2 separate regions of the Mus musculus genome follow, and region 2 is linked to region 1. The links are chromatin contacts, called in public promoter capture Hi-C maps. All regions are on one chromosome and are shown on one strand. Each heading gives the region's core, a stretch centred on a gene start, on an enhancer-like site or on the middle of the called end of the contact. The rest is flanking DNA. Distances are from core to core; before and after follow the strand shown.

The links. Promoter capture Hi-C pulls out the DNA fragments that hold promoters and counts their contacts.
Region 2: a contact with region 1 is called in a promoter capture Hi-C map of pre-B cells. The contact joins the promoter of Gata3 here to the promoter of Usp6nl in region 1. A contact is called at or near these places in 2 of 39 promoter capture datasets (cranial neural crest and pre-B cells).

Annotation. Positions count from the first base shown.
Region 1 is chr2:6,321,264-6,326,140 of GRCm38.p6, forward strand. It overlaps Usp6nl (USP6 N-terminal like), which reads left to right and starts at 1,494. Exons shown (of 15, transcript NM_001080548.1): 1 at 1,494-1,691. A230108P19Rik (RIKEN cDNA A230108P19 gene) reads left to right here. Exons shown (of 7, transcript NR_040333.1): 7 at 1-348.
Region 2 is chr2:9,875,048-9,880,116 of GRCm38.p6, forward strand. It overlaps Gata3 (GATA binding protein 3), which reads right to left and starts at 3,553. Exons shown (of 6, transcript NM_008091.3): 1 at 3,358-3,553; 2 at 2,305-2,937. The coding sequence starts at 2,542.

The DNA.
Region 1 (4,877 bases), core at 244-2,743:
GGATGAATTCTCTTGAGCCTCTGTGGGGTTCCCAAGGTATCCGGAGAGACGGTAACTCAAACGTTATACTTTAATTCAGTAAGTGTCTTTTGGAGGACTTCTGCAATCTTCAAAGCACAATGTAAGTACATGCGTATGTGCATGTGTTGTCATCAAAGACTTGGAAGCTGTAGGCATTGTCACAAATGGAGAGCTCTTTGGTGACTTGCTAATTTTGGAATTCTATTCCTTATATTTGAGTGTTGAAAAAATTCCCATGACCATCCAACTTTTGACCTGATTTTCACCAAACCAACTGTGCCATTTGTACATACCAGAATAAACAAATCAATAAACAAAACAAAACCCAAAGTAGTGTTTCCAAACCTGGTTTAAATGGAGACCTGAATGAAGGGATGCGCGCGCGCCTGTCTGTCTGTCTGTCCAAAAGGCCCTGGGTTTCACTGGTTAATCAGCATTTGAGAGTCAGAAGTGGCCTCAGAGGCCATCTAAGACCCAAGGAGTCACAGGTGTTAAAGTCTGCAAGCCCAGGAAGGGCCAGGACTCTGCCTCTCCTCAATTCCTCAAGGAACACAGTTTGCAGTGAGTGTCAGGTTTCACCAGCCTGGGAAAGAGTAAACGCAGTGCACAGTTGCCAGCTATAGTAATTCTAGTTCCTGGAAACAAGGACAGAAGCCTTTTAGCTACTCGCACACCCAAACCTTTGCTGCTTCTAGTGAATAAATCATTTAACCGTCAGCAAATTACAGTGTTGGGAAGTTTACATCATCCCCTTTTTACATCAGTTCTTAATGGAAGACCGTGGGGATTAAAACTCTTGACACAGAAAAAGCTGACCTAAAGAAAGATGGGCCAGGGAATGAACACTGTTTAGGCAGCAAAAGGCTTGCACACAGTAGCCTACTTAAAGTTGTGCTGATCTGAACTCTTGGCATAAATGCCTGGAAATTGACTGTGTGACCTTGTGTCAGTAACAGAGCCACTCTGTTGACAGATTCACTGTGCACACACTACCAAGCATTTGTTTGCGCGGGGAACAACTCCACGAAGCAGGTACAGTTTCCCTCTCACTTCACGGGTGAGGATACCGAGTCCAAGAAAAACCCAAGTGCAGTAGGCAACGTCTGAAGGCTGGCGAGCGGACGGGCCTCATCCGCGAAAGGCGCCGTGCTCTGCCGGCTGCCCTCAGGTGTCAGACACAGCACTGGTCCCAGCCCGTGAGTAGCTCTGGAGCGATCGCTGGGCGCCGCCGGGTCGGCGGACCCCCTCTTCATGCAGAGGGGCTCGGGCCGTCGGCCTCCGCCCGCAGCCCATCGAGCGCGCGCCCGGCGGGAGCGCGGGAACAGCGCACGTGCCGCCGGGAAGGCAGGGGCTGTCCGCCCGCGCCAAGATGGCGGCGGCCGCGGCCGCAACGGCGACTGTTGGCGGCCGGTGAGGCGGGCGGGGCCGGCGGCGCGGAGGCGGGGTCCCGGGAGAGCCGCCCTGGGGAAGGCGGGGGCCGTTTCCATAGCGGCGGCGGCTGGAGGTGTCGCGCCGGGGAACTTCCTGGTTCCCGGGCTCGGCTTTGCCGGGAGCCTCCTGGAAGGGAAACAATGGGGCGGAGGGCACTGCGGTAGCCGCCGCCGCCGCCGCGCCGGACCTCTCGGCCTCCCGCGACTGGCCGCCGCCGCCGCCGCCGGGACCGCTTGGAGGTAACTTCCTTTTCTCTTCAGCCGCTGCTACAGGGGCTGGCGGGGTCTAAAGGCGAGGGGGCCAGGTCGGAACTGGCTCCGGGCAGCCGGTCGCCGCCATTCCCGGCCCCGGGCAGAGGGCACGCTGCGGCGGCGCGGCCTGGCCCGAGCCGGCTCCCGTGGACCCCGCGCGCCGTGTTGCTCGCGCGTGGGGGTGGTGGTCTGCGGTGTGATTGACAGGCGGGCGGGCGCGCGCGCGGGAGCGGCCGGGCGGGGGGCCGAGAGGGCTCGGCGCTGCGTGCAGACCCCCGGGGAGGCGGAACGCTCCGGCCGCCTTCCTCCCCCACCCCGCGTGCAAGTTTCGGTCCCCGGGGAGACGTGTCTCCCTTGCAAGTTTCAGTTGCGTCCTGCGGGAGCGCGAGTGGGCAGGACCCAGGCAAACTTCGTTCGCTGAGACGATTGCCTGGGATGCCGCAAGAACTTTGGAGCAGCCCCGGGGAGGATGGGCGGGCGGGAGGGAGCTGGAAATCCGTGCGCCCCGGCAAAGTTTTGCTGGCTAGTTTGGGGCTCCGGGAGCGCGGCGTTTCTATAGGGGATGAGCACGGTGGCTCGCAGGTGTTTTAATGCAGAGAATGAGAGAAGTCTTACTCCATGGTGGGACGTTCATATATGTTGAGCATCGAGATCTCTGGGCTCTTCTTTAGGCACACTCCGTATAATCGACAGATACTTTTTTTTTTTTTAAAGATTTATTTATTTTATCTATATGCGTACACTGTAGCTGTACGGATGGTTGTGAGCCACCAATGTGGTTGTTGGAATTTGAACTCAGGACCTCCGGAAGAGCAGTCAGTGCTCTTAACCGCCCAGCCATTTCTCCAGCTATCCACAGATATTTTGAATTTTATTTTTAAAATTAGCGTACAAGGTGTTAGCTAACATCACGGCATTTTCGAATAAAGCTGCGTTAGTAGATTCTTCTGTTCACTCATTCCTCCTACCCCAGATGCTTTTTAAGGAGACTAATATGCGTTGTGCCTTATGGAAAGGCTCGGTGAATTGGGGCAGTACTGCGACACGAATGGAAAAAGTTGTAGGGACAGTGTTCAAAGTATTCTTGCTGGAACAGTTTAGTCGTGGATCCTTCCTTCCTTCTTTCCTTCCTTCCTTCCTTCCTTCCTTCCTTCCTTCCTTCCTTCCCTTCTTCCATTCCTATGTAATTAGATCTATGAGACAAGTTGTTTCATAGCTCAGAAAAGTTTCGCGGTACGGTTGATTGAGATGACTCGTGACCAATTCCCTCCCATACTGAATCTCTGGAAGTTTTCTCGGTGGTGGTGGGAACTAGGGCAGAGTTTTAAATTATTTCCCCTTTCTTTAACTCACCTTAATAATCAGTAAACTGGCATTTAAACAATGACTCACTGCTTTTCTCACCAAGACCCCACAATTAACAAAATATTTCCTAGTTTGTCATAATTTTATAGGTGAAATTGTAAGCATGCTGTCTCGTTCACTCCTTAGTTTGTACTCTCTCCAGGCCATTATGCTGTAAATCAAAATGGAAAAGGAAATTATACTAATAACAGTATTAATTAACTTGTGCGGGGGGGGGGGGTCGGGACGACGACGACACAGAGCCCTAATTGCAAGGACAGGTGCCCTCAGTTGAAGAATCAGGGCACTCCCACAAAGGTATTGAAGAAACATCCTTTGTCTGACTTTAGAGTGTGGTCCTGAGCCCTAGTGCTGTTCGCCACTTTTTAAATCAGACTACTGCTCTAGGTTGGGCTTGGTTCTGGTGAGTATAATCCATCAGTACCCTTTTGCCTTAAATATATATATTTTAAAAGATTTTTTTATTTTATGTGTATGAATGTTGCCTGCATTTTTGCGTATGCACCACACATGTGCTTGTTGCTCTCAAGAGGTCAGAAGAGGATGTCAGATCTCCAGGAACTAGAGTTCTGAATGGTTGTGGGCCATCATGTATTAGCAGCAAGTGTGCCTAACCACTGAGCCATCTCTCCAGCCCTCCATTACTCCCTCTCAGGGTGTTTTGTGGTGCAGGTAACCCTTAGCAAGGACAACTGGTCTGGTTAAACAAGTACCTGAGGAGAAGTGGCAGACGTGGTGTTGGGTGTATAGTGACTGATCATCTTCATGCATTGAGTGGGAACCAGCAGATCCAGTCTGGGGCTCCAGGGCCTAGCTTTGTTCTGTAGTGTATTGGCCTAGCTTTGCCATCATGACGAATTATTGTTACATTTTGTAGCCAGGAAATGATTTTGGTTGAAAAATTGAGGAATGTTAAGGAAGTCAAAGAATTTAGAATACTAAAACTTTGAGAGTTGCTACTTCAGGTATCGAGGAGGAGACATTTTCTGGCTCTGAGTTTAATTCTACTTTAACCATCCTTGTTTTGTAACCAGTGCAATTCAGACTAATTACCACAGACTTACAGTTTGCCCCTTCAGTGTAATTTGTGAGAAGCATTTTCCATTTACAGATGTGATCTAATTATACAGTAGAGAATAATTTTCTCCTCTAAAAGGTTTCTACCATCTTTTGCAGTTAACCTAAGAATCACAATTTGAAGAGAGTCTGGCCTGTAGCATCCTTCCACATAGTGGACAGGGATTAGAGAGTGTGGGGATTAGAGACACAGAGACCATTCCTGGCTGGCTAGTATCTATAGGAACTCTCGTTGCATGACTTCATTCTTCAAAGCTTATTGTTTCATGAAATTAGGATATTTGAGGGTGAGAGGGAAAGTGTGTACACAGTACAGACTGAGGGAGACTGAGGTGGAGGTCATAGGAGAGTGGTCCCTGCACAGCCTCTGTGCTGCTGTCACTGCTTAAAGAGAAGCTCCTGAACCAGTCCCTCATCGTCTGCCTCAGAGTCATCCCAGAGAGTGAGTCACGCTTGATCCTCACGGCCACACAGACATGGAAGAGACTGTCCACTGCACTGTCTGCTTTTAGAACTCTTGGGTTACTGTTAGTTTCTATGGCTGTTAAACTTGGACTAAATGCTAAATAAAATATCCTTTAGTTTTTTTGTTTTTTGTTTTCAGAACAAAGATTGTAAGGATCATTGTTGATTGAGTGTGTTTCTTTTTCCCTTGTTGGCTTAGACTACCTTATTTAATTAAACATACTCACTCTTCACAAAGCTTTAGGAGCTGTCTACCCTAAGAGAAAA
Region 2 (5,069 bases), core at 2,303-4,802, 3.6 Mb after region 1:
GCTTCCAACCTCCCAGTCAGCCAAACCTCCAGGCTCAACCGCAATTGAGCTCAAACATACGCTAATCTCCGTGGTCCCAGGAGTACCAGGCCCACATGCCTCAAGATAGAAGCAGGCCCTGTCCACACTCGCCAACTCTAAGACGAAAGGCCCAGTCCTAATACTCCAGAAGAGTTGCAAGGACATGGAGAAAGGTCCCTTGACTTATTTGTCCTCTCCAAATGAGCAGTCTAAACCAGATTCCCTGGGGTCTCTCTCTAGAACCTGCTTGATTTATTGGTTTCTTTCAATGGCCCTGATTCTCCCACCGCAGACTTAATCCCAACCGCGCTGATAAGAGAGTCAGGGTGAATGATGGGGCCTGAACGGTGAAGCAGGACCACACCACTCCTCAACCCTAGAGAGAGGCCCAGCTCCCAACACCTAATGCAGGGGAAGGCAGGGTGCTTTTGAGAGTTAATGGCAGAAAACTTCAATGCTTGCTTAGAATTGGCAAAGCTGCTTCCAGAAGGTCTGAAATGGAAATTTGCAAGGAATTTTTTCATTGCCCAAACCCTTGAAGGTAACCATATCTAAATTCTGGGATTCCCTCCCCACCCCACCCCCTTCTCTTTCTTCACCCATCCAACTCATAGGAAAAGAAAAGAAGTCCTTGGCTTCTTTTCCTGTTCTCTGGGGCGTTCTGTGAATTTTCACCTGAGACACAAAATTCCAGTTTATGTGTTTATTTCAAACGAAGGGTGACTCATACACACAGTGTGTTTAGCCTTCACTTAAAATACACAATGTTAAGGCGGTCATGAGTTGTCCAAGCCCCATACTCTCTGGTAGGGTAACCTTTAAACTCGGAGCGCAAATCTACACCCTTATTGATCTTTCAATCCAGTATCCGCCTCACCATTTGACATTCTAGTCAACCATTAAGAACAATACTGAAACTAAAATCTTAAGCGAGAGGAAGGGGGGGAGATCAAGAGAGATGGAGAATTCTCTTGAACGCCAAGGGTTAAGGTTCTTTTTTTTTTTTATGCAGGAAGTTGTATAGTAAATAACATTAGGTCTGATCTACCTCATTTCCACTTAACTGCTAATCTGCACACAACCCAAGCAAAGAGCGCCCCATCCGCAGAAATGTCTGTTTGAAATGTCTGTTTGAAACCTGGCGGCTCTAGGGTAGAGGATGCCTGCTGGCCAAAGGGGCTATGTCATAGGCGCCAAGGCTAACTCTGAGAAGGGAGACCTGAGCAGATCTCAGGTCTGAGCTAGCTAAGAAAAACCTCCCACCTTCTTTCCTTAAAATAAAAAAAAAAAAAAACAAACAATGTATTTTTGCTGGTTTAGGTGCATAAACATACATCTGGGGAGTGTTAAGAGTCTCCTGTCTCGACCACACAAGGTTGGGTTTCTTTCTTTTTCTCTTCTTTACACACCTCAGAACTCCCCTAAATTTTTCAAGGTGAATGGTTAGGGGGAGGCGGCAACTGGAAACACTCCTACTTAAAAAGAAACTTTGATGTAGCCTAAATCTTTGAGGAGCCTGAAGAAACTCCAGTAGGCCGGAGGAGAAAAGTCGGCCAGGATTGCTGGTAAGTAAACTAAAAGCAAAGACGTAGGAAAATTCTGTGTAGCCGGGAGTCTAAGCAAACCCGACTTCTCTTCAGCTTAAGGCTTTCCTCTCCCTGGACCGTGGCAACCACCAGAGTCTCTTCCTCACACCACCGGTAGGTAGGACGCCTAAAACTCAAATGCACTAGCTTTTGAGGGTGGAGAGCAAAAGGAAATAGAAAGAAATGCACGTATTTGGGCCTTTTCTGAAAATATAAATGGAGAAACAAAACGCAAGGCTCTGGCGAAAGACCCCTTCACCGGCTAACAAGAAGCTGGAAGTCCTTCGGGGGAGCCCAGTTCCAGGCCGGCCTGGCCCGCACTGCTGCCCGGCCTGAAAGGCTCGGCGCCTGCAGGCAGCGCTTGAGATTTCTCCCTGGCTGCAAAATCTACAACCTCGTGTGGACCAGGACTGCATTTCGGCGCTTGCCAGGTGAGTGTGCCTGGCCCCAAGGACACCGGCAAAGAGAGGTGCCTGCTACGTGCGCTCTTTTATTTAAAAAAGAAAAAAAGAAGAACTCTCCCAACCAGCGACACTGCTTCCTCGCCCATTTCCGGGCCCCCGATACTTTTTTTAAATGAACTAGTAACACACTTAGGAGCTTTGGCTTGCTCTGCCCAGCCAGGGTCTCTGGCGGTCTCGTGGACCCAGGAAAACAAACGCGGATCCAAAAGGTTCCAGCGCCAAGGTGGACTCACCGTGGTGGGTCGGAGGATACCTCTGCACCGTAGCCCTGACGGAGTTTCCGTAGTAGGACGGGACGTGGTTGCCTTGACCATCGATGTTAAAAAGTACGTCCACCTCTTCCGTCAGCGGATACTGAGCTTCCATGTACGAATGGCCGAGGCCCGGGTGGTGCGTGTCTGGGTGCTGACCGTTGAGGACCGCGGGGTGATGGTGGCTCACCCAGCGCGGCTGGTCCGCAGTCACCTCCATGTCCTCGGCTGTGCTCGCGCCCTCTCGCCCGGCCCGGAACCCTCGCGGGTAGAGGGAGGGCTGTCGGCCTGGGAGGTCCGCGGACTCCTGCCGTCGGAGGCCCAGGAGAGGGGTCGTTTAATGGTTTGTTTGCAGTTAAGGGTATAGAAAAGGAGAGCAAAAAGGAGGGTTTAGGGAGGAAAGAAAAATCTTTGCGGGATAGTTTAGCAAAAGAAAGGAAGGGAAAGAAGAAAAAGAAAAGAATGAGGGCGATCCCCCCCCCCAAAAAAAAAGCAGACACGGAGGAATAAAGGGGTCAAAAAAAAAAAAAAAAAAAGGAGGGAGAGAGGAATCCGAGTGTGACCACACTGCACACTGATTCCTTGGCGCTCAGAGACGGTTGCTCTTCCGATCACCTGCAAGGGAGAGAAAGAGAGACCTGAATGAGGTGTAAGAACTTTTAACACCTGAAATTCTGGAGGGCACTAGGTCTTCGCAAGCTTCCTGCAGGGCCGACTCACCCGGGACGTGCACACGCACGCGAAGACCCGGAGGGAAAGAAGCCAAGCTCCGCAGCACACCTCCGACAGCCAGGCTCGCAGGAGCCCAGGACTGACTAAGCAATTAAAACTTGGGGACAAGTCCTCCCTGGAGGACACCGGCCCCAGGATCTTTCCAACCACTACAAATCCTCCAAAAGGAGAAAGCTGAGCTTTTAGTTTACAAAAAACCAAACAAACAAACCCCCAAACACACACACACAAACAGTCCCTCCAAGAGGAGGGAGTGATATCAAACTTAAAAAAAAAAAAAAAGTCACAAGTCACAATACCAACCTGAGTAGCAAGGAGCGTAGAGGAGGAGGAGGAGGCGTGTGACCTGCCCGGTCAGATTGCGTAGCTCTCTATGTCTCGCTCTCTCAGTCTCTCTCTCTTTCTCCTCTCCCTCTCTCAGTATTTTTTTTTTACAGGGAATGCATTCTTTCTGAAACTATCAAGACGGCGCCAGGCAGCTCAGTGTTCGCAGACAGCTGTGGCGCGACGCAACTTAAGGAGGTTCTAGTGTCATCCGCGCCGAGGGGGAGGAGCCTGGCGCTGGCAGGAGGGGACACGATCCTCAGCACAAGGAAACTGCAACCCAAACCCGCTCCAGGACTTCACCTCCACCCCCATCCCATCCCCCCCACCCACCCCGGCACACCGCCGCCCCTCCTCCCGCCCCTCTACTGACCGGAAAGGGGCGCCGCCAAGGGCCGCCTAGGGCAGAGGGGCCGCGGGCAGGGTGGGCGAGGCCCGCCCGGGCTTGGGGCAGAGGGGACAGGCAGGAGGGAATTCGCTCTCTGGCCCTTTAAATGTAGCAAAGCCGATTCATTCGGGCTCAGTAGATTATTCCGTACGAGTGAAACCCGGCTGCCCCATTCATAAAGCTAATTTCCATAAGCAGACTTTTCGATACTTTTTTAAAAATGAGCAAACTTTTAAATTAGGATTCAAGCCAGAACGTTTTTCAGTTTATATCAGCTTAGGGGCTATGTGCATGTAAAACAGATTAGAAAAGTTTCATGGCGAAGTAACTGAAGATTTGCCTCCGAACCAGCTTTCCGGGAGGCTGCTGAATCGCGCGGAGGACCTGGGCTTTGATTCGGACGCCCGCGTTATTGTTATGGTCTCTGCTTGCTTTCCCAAACCTCTCCAGAACGAACAGCGTCAGCTGTTGCAGCTGTCTTTTTCGGATCTAATGATATCATCAATGTGTGCTTTTGACCTTAGTGACAACGCGATGCATAAAAAGCTGGCTTAGCGAGACCTAGGCTCACTGGTCCCCGAAGTACCGTGTACAACTAACTTGATCTTTGCTGCGATAGCCTAACTTTTCTCTTCGCCTAGCTCGGGGTGCTACTTTATTCTGCTTTCACCCGAGGAAAACGGTCCCCTCTATAATATCCAACCCTGACCTCCGGGGTGGACCCAGCCGCAACTTCCCTGGACATTTTGGGTCTCTGGGACAGGGTCTGGTGGGAGGGCCGCAAGCTGACACAGGAGAGAGGCTGGAAGACGCCCAGTAGAGAGGCTGGGCGGACGAGGGCGGGGCCATTTGTAAGGACCAATCATCGGGAGATACCACGACCGGGCCGCAGTCGCCCCGCCCCACGGGCTCCAACCTCTGCGGCCCTGTTCCGTCCTTTGAGTCACTGCATCCCCTAGTGGCGTTGAGGTTTCTGCAGCCTGGGTCCAGAAAACACTGCCCGGATGAGCAAGGTCCGAAAGAGACTTCGGGTGCACCCCAGGGCAGTGTAAGAGGTGTTCCCATTCCACCCTCCAGGGCAGAGAGCTTGGCTTTAGAGGGTTACTGGAACTGAAGGCGTCATCCCCTCTTCATTTCTTTACCCCATAATATTTCCCACTTATTCAAAACTTGGATTCCCGACAAGCCCTTTCTTAAAAGTTCCAAGTAACTTCTTCTATTCTACTGTGGAGAAAAGCCATCAATATCTACCTTGAAGCCAGTGGAGTGCGGGGAGAGGGAAGGTGCGTTCTTTTTACAATAC